2 separate regions of the Triticum aestivum genome follow, and region 2 is linked to region 1. The links are chromatin contacts, called in public Hi-C maps. All regions are on one chromosome and are shown on one strand. Each heading gives the region's core, a stretch centred on a gene start, on an enhancer-like site or on the middle of the called end of the contact. The rest is flanking DNA. Distances are from core to core; before and after follow the strand shown.

Evidence for each region. A called contact is a pair of places that touch in the nucleus more often than the background predicts.
Region 2: a Hi-C map of leaf shows a contact between it and region 1, with 4 times the contacts expected there. The contact joins two enhancer-like sites. A contact is called at or near these places in 4 of 5 Hi-C or Micro-C datasets (leaf, root and an unstated tissue) and 1 of 1 datasets of contacts at active chromatin or transcription factors (leaf).

The regions. Positions count from the first base shown.
Region 1 is chr1B:359,538,428-359,543,418 of IWGSC CS RefSeq v2.1, forward strand. No RefSeq gene overlaps it. Among protein-coding and RNA genes, the nearest start is that of LOC123123987, 130 kb to the left of the region's middle. Within about 2 kb of position 2,349, at least 1 of the 8 cell types and tissues checked has an H3K27ac peak or open chromatin away from gene starts, as enhancers often do.
Region 2 is chr1B:359,620,172-359,625,162 of IWGSC CS RefSeq v2.1, forward strand. No RefSeq gene overlaps it. Among protein-coding and RNA genes, the nearest start is that of LOC123123987, 210 kb to the left of the region's middle. Within about 2 kb of position 2,775, at least 1 of the 8 cell types and tissues checked has an H3K27ac peak or open chromatin away from gene starts, as enhancers often do.

The DNA of each region.
Region 1 (4,991 bases), core at 1,099-3,598:
CATTTTGCGTGTTCAACTAATATGGAAAAACTATAATGTTAGCAATGTTAGGTGGCTTATAATGTGCACAATTATATCGAATAGAATGACGTTTGTGCCATGTTAAAAAATTGATCAATAATTATTTTCTAACTATCATTTTTATGAACTTTACCATTCTTTTCTTAAAGTGCAAAACTACTCTATGTAACAAAGCAAAGGAACAAAGAGTGGTTTCATTCTTCTTCTTTTAGCAACAATACACTGTCATAAGAGTAATTTCTACTCCGAAATGACCAATATGTCTCCAACCAGAACACAAACAATTAATGAATTTGTGTTGCTATATTTTGCTTGGAATTAAATGATGGTAACATGTCATCCATTCATATAATTTCCTAAGTGCATTTCTTTTTACCCTTTTATAAATGTAGACAATGCCCAACCTTCAGGTTGAAACCAATCCACCCCTCTCGGGTTTAATCAACAAGAATTGCATTATTTCATTTGTGTGGGCATTTTGTATGTCTTGTTAGCGCACCGCCAATCAGACCGAAATTACCACTTAAAAATAGACCCCGATACCATACCAATCACGCGACGGCGACCAGCGTCACCGCCTATTGCAGATAATCCAGCCCAATCTTATGACTCCACGCTTATTCAATGTTAATCTTACACTTGTTGCCTCCCTTGAAAAAAAGGCACGAACCCGCACTAATATATGCTTTTGATCAACGTAGTACTACAACACGACGACAATAGTAAGCTGGTGGTGATATGTCCAGGAATGGTCGGCAATCTCTCTCTCCCTTGTCGAACAGAAGAGTTGCAAAGGAGGCACGTAATACTCTCTCCATTCCAAAATATAAGGTACATCATTTTTTGTGAAAGCCAAACACATGTACATTTTATCAAGATTGTAAAAGAAAATATCATCATCTAGATAAAAAGTAAAGAAAGTACGAAAATACATTTCATGATGGATCTAATGATACGTGTAATTTTATTACGACAACGCTAACGCCCACATGTGTGGCGAGAGCCAAATTCGCCCACACGCCCTATAACATATAGACTACGCCATGTCACTGCATGCATGCATGTGGAAATCTTTTTGATTTTTTAGTTTTTAAATTATTTTATCTCTTAAATGAAAATTCCGATTGAAAATTCGTTTTCACCATTAAATCTCTCGCGACGAGATTTTTAAAACTAGATCTCATATCAATATATTTCGACGAATTTTTTTTGTTAAAAGTTGTCATGTCTATTACACATGAATTGCCATGATGATTACACTAAAGTTGTCATGTTATGTTTTAGCTATTTTCTTCTATATTAAAAAGTAAATTTTGACATATTATAAAATGAAGAATTAAGAAACTAGACTTGGCATGCACCATAAACTAAAATTGCCATGATACATGCACTTAAAATTGCCATGGTTCATGCAAAAAAGTATTTTCATGGTCAAAGTACTGGAATTGCCATCATCAAAAACTAAAATTGCCATGATCTACAAACTAAAATTGCCACATGACAACTTTAGTTTAAGCACCATGACAACTACAGTGTAAACATCATGGCAACTTTTGGGTAAAAAAAACTCATCGAAACATATCAAAATGGGGTCTAATTTTGAAGATCTCGTCGAGACGGATCTAATGGTAAAAACAGATTTTTAATTCGCTTTTTTAGTTAGGAGATAAAATATTTTTAAGCCAAAAAACAAAAAAAATTCGGCTGATGTCATCTGTTCATACGTGTGATGAAGGCGTGTGGGCGATGTGCAAACGCCCACACGTGTGGGTGTTAGTTTTTCCGTTTTATTATTGTAGAGATCGATATTTTTTCTAAAATTTAGATTAAACGTGCATATGTTTAATTTTGATTCTTTTTGCGGGTTAAAAAAACATCTAATAATTTGAAACCGAAAGAATGGTATCTAACTTAATTATCTGAAGGATTGTTTGGCCCTTCCGGTCCCTGTCACGCTCACGCCAGGATTTGTTCGGTAAAGTTTTGTCTGATCTAAATCAAGGTTTAGTAATCTCCACGTCAGCTCAAGATTCCAAAACGAACATATTAATTTCTTAAGTTTTGTCGTACGCAAAGCCTTTCCGTGCCATGCTCCCGTTGCCACACGCCCACACACTCTACCGCAAAAAGAAAAGAAAAAACGTAACAGTACTGCTTAGCATGCCTAGCCGGATAGATTTGCATGCAAGTCCCATCTACTGCTAACCCTCTACAGCCCCCACCAACATAGACCGCGTCAGTGCAAGAATCCGCCACGCCCTTCGATCGAGAGAGAAAAGAAGAAGAAGAAGAAGAACCAGCCACGTACTGACCGAACTCCATGATGACCCGTCCATGCTGTACTCCGTTCGACCTCACCTGGACATACGGGATGGTACCTCTGACACGTGTAGACCGGACCGGCGGTGTGTGGCGGGAGCTGCTGGCGGCGGACGGTCCCAAACGCGCCACGATTCGAGCGATCAACGTATGGTTCCAACTTTCCGTTCCAGAAAATAAATGAGCCGCAACAAATTGCGAGTTTGCTTTTGCCGGAAGGACAAAAATGGATTCCTGCCTATACTACTACAGTGGCGCGAACAGATCCGACGCGAAACTGAGGCACCACGTTGATGCCCGATCAGATCCGAGGAGCGCATACATAAATATCGGGTTCCTAAATATCGGGTGCAGACGTACACAAACATCACACGTCTGAAAGATTATATATAAATAAACTTGATTAATAATAACGTAAAAATAGATGGGTATATACTGTACATGTGACATGTCATCGTCCCGTTTGGTCGTACGTAGCATACCTCGAGCCGACGTCGAGAACCGGAGATCTCCACTTCCCCAGCTAGCGGTTAAGGGCATCTCCACCCGGGTCCCCAGGAAGGCCTCCCACGCGTTTTTTTTACGCCGGCGCCGTAAAAACGGCCCAGTCGCGCCCCAGGAGCCCGATTTTCGCCGTTTGGGCCGAAAACAGCGCCGGCGGACCCAGCCCGAACCCGGCGCGCTCGGGGGCGTCCGGGAGCCGGGCGAACTGTTTTGGCGCGAAAAAGCCGCGGGCCCGCCGCGTCAGCGACACGGCTCTCTTCTCGGCCCTTCGTCGTCCTCATCGCCTCGTTTCCCGCGGCGAATCAATGCCAAAGCTGCCGCGCGCTGCCGCGCCGGTCAGCCTGCACCATTGATGCCTCACGGACGGCGCAGTGAAGACCGGACGACGCGCGTCCCTCGCCCTCCCTCGCCCGCCACGCGTACACACGGTGGCACGCGCGCCTCGGCCTATATATGACGCGCCCCGGCGCACTCCGCGACTCACACTCTCCCGCCGTCGTCGTTCCTCCCTCTCCTCTCCTCTCTTCCGCCGTCTCCAGTTCACACCCATGGCCAAGCGCTTCCCAGGCGACGGCGCGGCGGTGAACGGCTTCGGCCGCCGCCATCTTCATGAAGACGAGGCTCGCCTCCTTTACGAGGCCGAGTACCCGGTCCCGCCGGACATGCGGGTGCCCGAGGCGTGGAGGATCAGCGCGGGTGGCGTGCCGGTGCCCCAGGTACCCACCGGCGCGGCGCGGCGTGCGGAGATCGCACGCATCCGCTCGAACCTGCCGCGTGCGGCGAGTGAGGGGCCACGGTACGTCCCCGACAACCCTCTCTGAGAACCTTACTTCCGCCGCCGTCACGCCCAGCAGTTCGAGGCCACCAACGGCGTCGTGCCCTCCGGCAAGCTCAACGCCGCCGGCCGGCATCGGTGGTGGGGCGTGCCCGGGCGCACATTGGAAGCCGTCCTCGAGTACATCGAGGGCGGCAACACGCCGCGCCTCAACTACCCCGCTCCCTCTTCCTTCTCACGCCGCCGGGGAAGCTCCTGGACCCCGAGGCGCATGGAGACCGGGGGGGTCCTCCTCCTCGTCCGGCGGCTCGCCCTGCCTCCGTCCCGTCAAGCTGGAGTCCCAGGACACGCCGGTCAGCGCACGCACCCGCAGCTCCGGCGTCCGCATCGGCGCCAACGCCTCTCCACCCATCGGCCGCTTCGTCCTCGTCGAGCCCAAGCCGAAGCCCGGCCTCCCCGCGGAGTACGAGGAGATAGCCCGGCGTGGCTTCTCCGACGAGGACGCCATGCGGTGTGCGCGGGACGACTACCTCCGCGACGAGATGGTCCGGCAGCGCCCGGCCCTGGAGGAGATCGTCGCCCGCAAGCGTGGGCGCCAGGACGAGCACGACGTCGTGGTCCTCGACAGCGACGACAACGACGACGACTACGACGCCCCCGGACCGTCCAACCCGCCGCGCCAACCAGGGGAGAGATGCAGCAGGGACGGCGGAGGCGGAGGCGGGGGCGGCGACGACGACGACGGCGGTGACTACACGCGGTTCTACAGCCTCCTCGGCATGTAGAACCGCGTGGGCGGGCGGCCAGGCGGGCGGCGAGGGAGACGGCGGGGGTAGCCCGCGGTAGTTTTTATTCTTTTTTTGTAAAATATGTTTAAGTTTGAACGAACTCGCCGATGTTTGCGTTAAATTTGAGTCGTTTTTCGCCTTATTTGACTTTTTTGACTAACCGTGAGCGCCGCGACTGGGGGGCATCACGCCCCCAGTGCGCGGTTTAGCGCCGATGCGCCCCAGGGGGCGATTTTTTGCCCCTCCTGAGAGGCCAACGGCTGAAGATGCCCTAACCAGCCTTCTGCCTGACAGCACACACAAAGAACTTGCCTGGGCCAGCACAAGCTGTGGGGGACGTCGACGGTCGAAGTTCACAGCCTGGGCCCGCATGCAAATGTCTATGTCGTCCTAAAATATCACCTTGCCACGCCGCAGCCGATGAGGGCGCAGCCAGTCGGGCGTGGATCCGAGTCAGCGCCGAGCCGCCGACGGGAAACAAGGGACGTGGCGGCTGGCTGCCGGTTGCTGTATTGCGTACAAGGTCGTGGGAAATTATCTTAGGATGATGACGATCGTTATCTTAATCATAAAACTTTACGGTG
Region 2 (4,991 bases), core at 1,525-4,024, 82 kb after region 1:
CAAGGCAAAGGGTACCTCGCGAGGTTCCCGTGACGCAAGCCATGACGACCAAGGCCAGGCGGGTGCCAGGAGGGCGTCAGTCCGCTCAGTGACCTTGTTTCCCCTTTGTGCTAAGGGGGCAAGCGCAGGTGCGGAGTACCGAGACATCACGCAATGGTTACCATATCGGTGCAACAAGACCAAGACCAGCAGGACGGCAGGACGGAGGTCATCGTGGAGCACAAGACGGCGTCACCACCCGCGCCTTTGACAGGCGAAGACCACCTTTAGTCAGGATAGCATGTACTAGCGGTCCCCTTTCAAAACTGTCGTTGTTGGATCCCTTCCCGCTCAATACTTGGGGGAGAGGACCAGGGCCTCTATAAATAGGACTAGCCACCACAGTAGCAGGGACGGATCAATTCCTCCCCGAGCAACCCACCAAGCACAAGAACACCTCTCCTCGCGAGGCTGTTCTTCCTTTGTACTGTTCATCATCAGCCCAAGAGGCAATACACCACCACCACACAGGAGTAGGATATTACACCACAATGGTGGTCCGAACCTGTATAAATCTTGTGTCTCTTGTGCTGTGAGTTCATCTACTAAGCTTAGGGATCGCGACGAGGCTGAGAGCAAGATTCGGTAGGGGGAAATCTTTGTGCGCACCCCAGTGTTCGAACCTCAAGGGTTTTGCCGAAACCCGATATCCGACAGAAACTTTGGGGCACTCTTTGAAGTTCTTTGTGTTGGTTGAATAGATGAATCTGAGATTATGTGATGCATATCGTATAATCATGCCCACGGATACTTGAGGTGACAATGGAGTATTTAGGTGACATTAGAGTTTTGGTTGATTTATGTCTTAAGGTGTTATTCTAATACGAACTCTAGGATAGATCAAACGGAAAGAATAGTTTCGTGCTATTTTACTATTGACTCTTGAATAGATCGATCAGAAAGGATAACTTTTAGGTGGTTTCGTACCCTACAATAATCTCTTCGTTTGTTCTCCGCTATTAGTGACTTTAGAGTGACTCTTTGTTGCATGTTGAGGGATAGTTATATGATTCAGTTATATTATTATTGTTGAGAGAACTTGCACTAGTGAAAGTATGAACCCTAGGCCTTGTTTCCTAGCATTGCAATACCATTTACGCTCACTTTTACCACTTCTTACCTTGCTCTTTTTATATTTTCAGATTACAAAAACCTATATCTACCATCCATATTGCACTTGTATCACCATCTCTTCGCCGAACTAGTGCACCTATATAATTTACCATTGTATTGGGTGTGTTGGGGATACAAGAGACTCTTTGTTATTTGGTTGCAGGGTTGTTTGAGAGGGACCATCTTCATCCTATGCCTCCCACGGATTGATAAACCTTAGGTCATCCACTTGAGGAAAATTTGCTACTGTCCTACAAACCTCTGCACTTGGAGGCTCAACAACGCCTACAAGAAGAAGGTTGTGTAGTAGACATCATTTAGCCATTACGATCTCGAGGTGGATCAACTCTTGTAACCCTTATACACATCAAAGTCAATCAAGCAGGAAGTTGGGTATTACCTCCATTAAGAGGGCCCAAACCTTGATAAACATCGTGTCCCCTGCCTCATGTTACCTTCGATCCTTAGACGCACAGTTCGGGACCCCCTACTCGAGATCTGCCGGTTTTGACACCGACAGCAGCGCGACGCTCGATCTCCTGGCGTTGGGCACGACCGTTTGTCGGGACCGGCGGGATCGGCACCCGGTCGGCAGAGAGATGCCAGTTGTTGGGGATGTGTGCGTTGCTCCAGGGGAGCGGCGTCCTCGTCTCCCAATAACGCCGGCATACATCCACGCCGATGTAGTGCCGGTCGCGCTCGCCGGCGGCCGTGGGTGCGATGGAGAATGCGGGCGGCGTGGGGGCCCGACGCGGTGGTGATGCAGGCTCCTCTTTGATGTCGCGGCCGCGACGGCCCAAGGACGAGCGAGCCTCGCGTTCGTGCTTCCCCTTGCGGCCGGTGTTCCAGAACCCCATGGCTACGAGGCGGCCGACCGGCGACATCAAGGACGGGAAGAGGGAGAGCTAGGCTAGGGTTTGGCCATGTCGGGTTTCGAGGAGGTAGCACGAGCTCGAGTGGGGAGTGTGGACGGCAACCAATCCACGGTTTTCCATTTAAGAAGGACGACGACCGTTCGCTGGGCGGATGACATGTGGGGCCGACCGCGTGTGCGCATTAATGTCGAATGGTGGGGAGGTAGGTGGCCGCGTGCCATGTGGCCCCGACGCGGACGAGCGAGACGTCCGTTTGCTGTCCGCCTCGACCTAAACCACGCGCATGTTTGCGTTCGAAATGGGTCAGCCCGGACCCAAAACGGACCTGATGGGTACAGGTCGTCGCACGCTGGACCGTCTGGTTTGTCCGTTTTTTCCTAAACGGACGGGGCCAGACCGGATGGGGTCGCGCGATGAAATTAGCGTGACGTCGAGATCGCCAGCTAGGTTTTGCAACCTTAGCCAGCTTGACAGCGTCACAAACAAGCCCCATGCATGAGCCTCGCTCGCTGCTGCCAGCGTCCCTCGCATGCACAAATATCCCAAAATATCACAGAATTACAGTCAGCACTGGGCGTGGACGAGAGCTTTTGGAGACGTGCAAGGTTTTTGTAGGGATTAGCTTAGCATAGGGTTGATGATGCCATGTTGATGGCTCGATATGTTTAAGCGTTGACCATACCGGACACAATAATTTACCCAAGAAGAAGTAAAACTAGGCCGCTGAACAGATCAGACAAGTGAAAGTTGATTGAGCTGTGGGAACTGACCGGATCGCCGACAGGCGGCTGTTCGATCTCGGCGGCCACAACCCGGATGTATACTTATCTAGCACTCGTAGTTCGGGATCCATCCGTGCAGGGCTCATTGCCTTGAGCTGACCGCGTCATTGTCAGCTGACTCAGCTCCAACGCAGCACGGCGTACGACAGGAGACAGTTTTTTTTTTCTTTTTTTGCGGGAAACGACGGGAGACAGTTGATGTTGGTGGTTTTGTCCATCTGGATTTCGCGTGGGCGCACAACAGCGCCCAGAGCCAATGGTTTTTCTCCTGGCGGCTCAAACCTAGCCACCGTGAGGAGAGACCAATCTTCCAGCGTCGTCTTCCGACGGCTCCCCTTTGCCGGCGACCTAGGTCGTCGGTGGTGAGGAGGTCGCCGGATTCACGTGTGTGGATTGTTTTTACTCCCTCATAGTCTAGGTTTTTTAGGTTGTTCATCGTCTTTGCTTCGGCGGAATGATGAGAGCGCTGAATAAAGATTCTTTTGGATCCTTCCTTGACAAGGCCATCGGTCCTATGGTTGGGGATACATTTGAAAACCAGTCTGTTCAAGTAAGGATGACGTGACGGCGGAGGCATCCTCATGGTGGACCTATGTCCTCAGGCTCCGCCGTTGCGACGACGTTTGCTCCAGCGTCGGCGCGGAGCTTGGGAGGTAGTCCAGGAGCGGATGCAGATTGTGGTCTGCATCGACGACATCTGCAAGACGGAACATATGCTGGGTTCGTGGTTCGTGGATGGCAGGTAAGATTTTCTTCTGCGGCGTCTTAGTCGCGGTGGGGTGCAAAGATCTGGAGTTGGATGGCGTGTCCGGGGTGTTGCCCCGGTCTAATTCATTCAACGGTAAGGGCTTCACTTTTGGTGAGCCACCTTAAAGATCCGCAAAGTTGCATATCAGCGATGGAGCCGCTCGAGCTCGGGTGAGGAGGTGGTTCATCATTCTTTTCTTTGGTGACTGCTGTTGTGGTGCCGGAGGCAGGTGATGGGCGTTGGTTTCAGGCTCAGAGAAGTTTTACTATCTTTTCAGTTTTGTCATGTCGATCTTTACGTGACTTGTACTTTAATCTTTATGATATGAATGAGACACGTATTATCATGAAAAAAAAAGATTTCCCATGGGCGCGTGGCTCCATGTGCCAATGAACTCATCAGTGACAACATAGCACTAGTGTTCGGCACATGATTATACTATAACCTAACCTAACGCAGAGGCAGAGTAGTAGTGTACGTATAATCTACTCCCGCGTGGTGCTAACATGTGGTGTGGATATACAGTATCGATATGCGCTCCTGCTTTTCGAGCAACCATACTCACGTCGATCGCCACTGAGCACATGAACTACACCATTAGTAAACACACAGCTAGCTAGCTAGCAGCGTGGTGGTCAATTGGTCATCCAGAATTAACGTAGTGCGTAGCTGGTGCGATTCGCCAAATTATACATAGCCGAGGGAAGTGAGCGGCGCAGTCGGTGCCGCCGCGGTGAGCGCCCGTGGCAGTCCCGTCACACAGCCGAGCGGTGAACGTCGATCCATCCATCTTAGGCGGGCGCCACCAGCGCCATGCAAGTTGACACGGCTGCACGCATCATACCGAACGACAGGATAGCTAGATAGGCACGGCACGGGACGCCGACACAACACAGGCCGATGATGATAAGGAGGTCGACGAGGGATCGGATAGCCTCGCCCGCATCACAGGCTGAGACTGAGAGCTGGTAGAGGTACGGCTTGTTTGGCCCGCCGGGTGCGTGCGGCTGGCGACGTTCAAGGCCTCGCGATCGTCGTACGTACGTATCGCCCCGGACCCGTATCCAGCCAGCCAGCCGCTCGAGTCAAGTCGATGATGGGGGACCTTTCGCTGGCTGTTTCGTCGAGGAGCGTTGGATAGGGGTGGGCGTTGGCGGCTAGGCCCGAACCGTGCGTGTCGACGAGCGGTGCCGCCGGTGGATTAATTCCGCCTGTCGTCCTTGCCCGTCTTGATCGCTCATGGGACCGGTCGGGCACGTTTCGGGAGAGAGCTCAAGTGGTCACAACTGCAACGGTTTATCGCCACAATCAACTCAGACACTTTCGGAACAGTCACAGCTCTACCGCATTCTATCGTGGGCACGTTTTGTACTGCAGCGAGACAAGGGAGGCGTGCCTGTTCACGTTTCATGTCAATCTTGATGACTTGCTGAT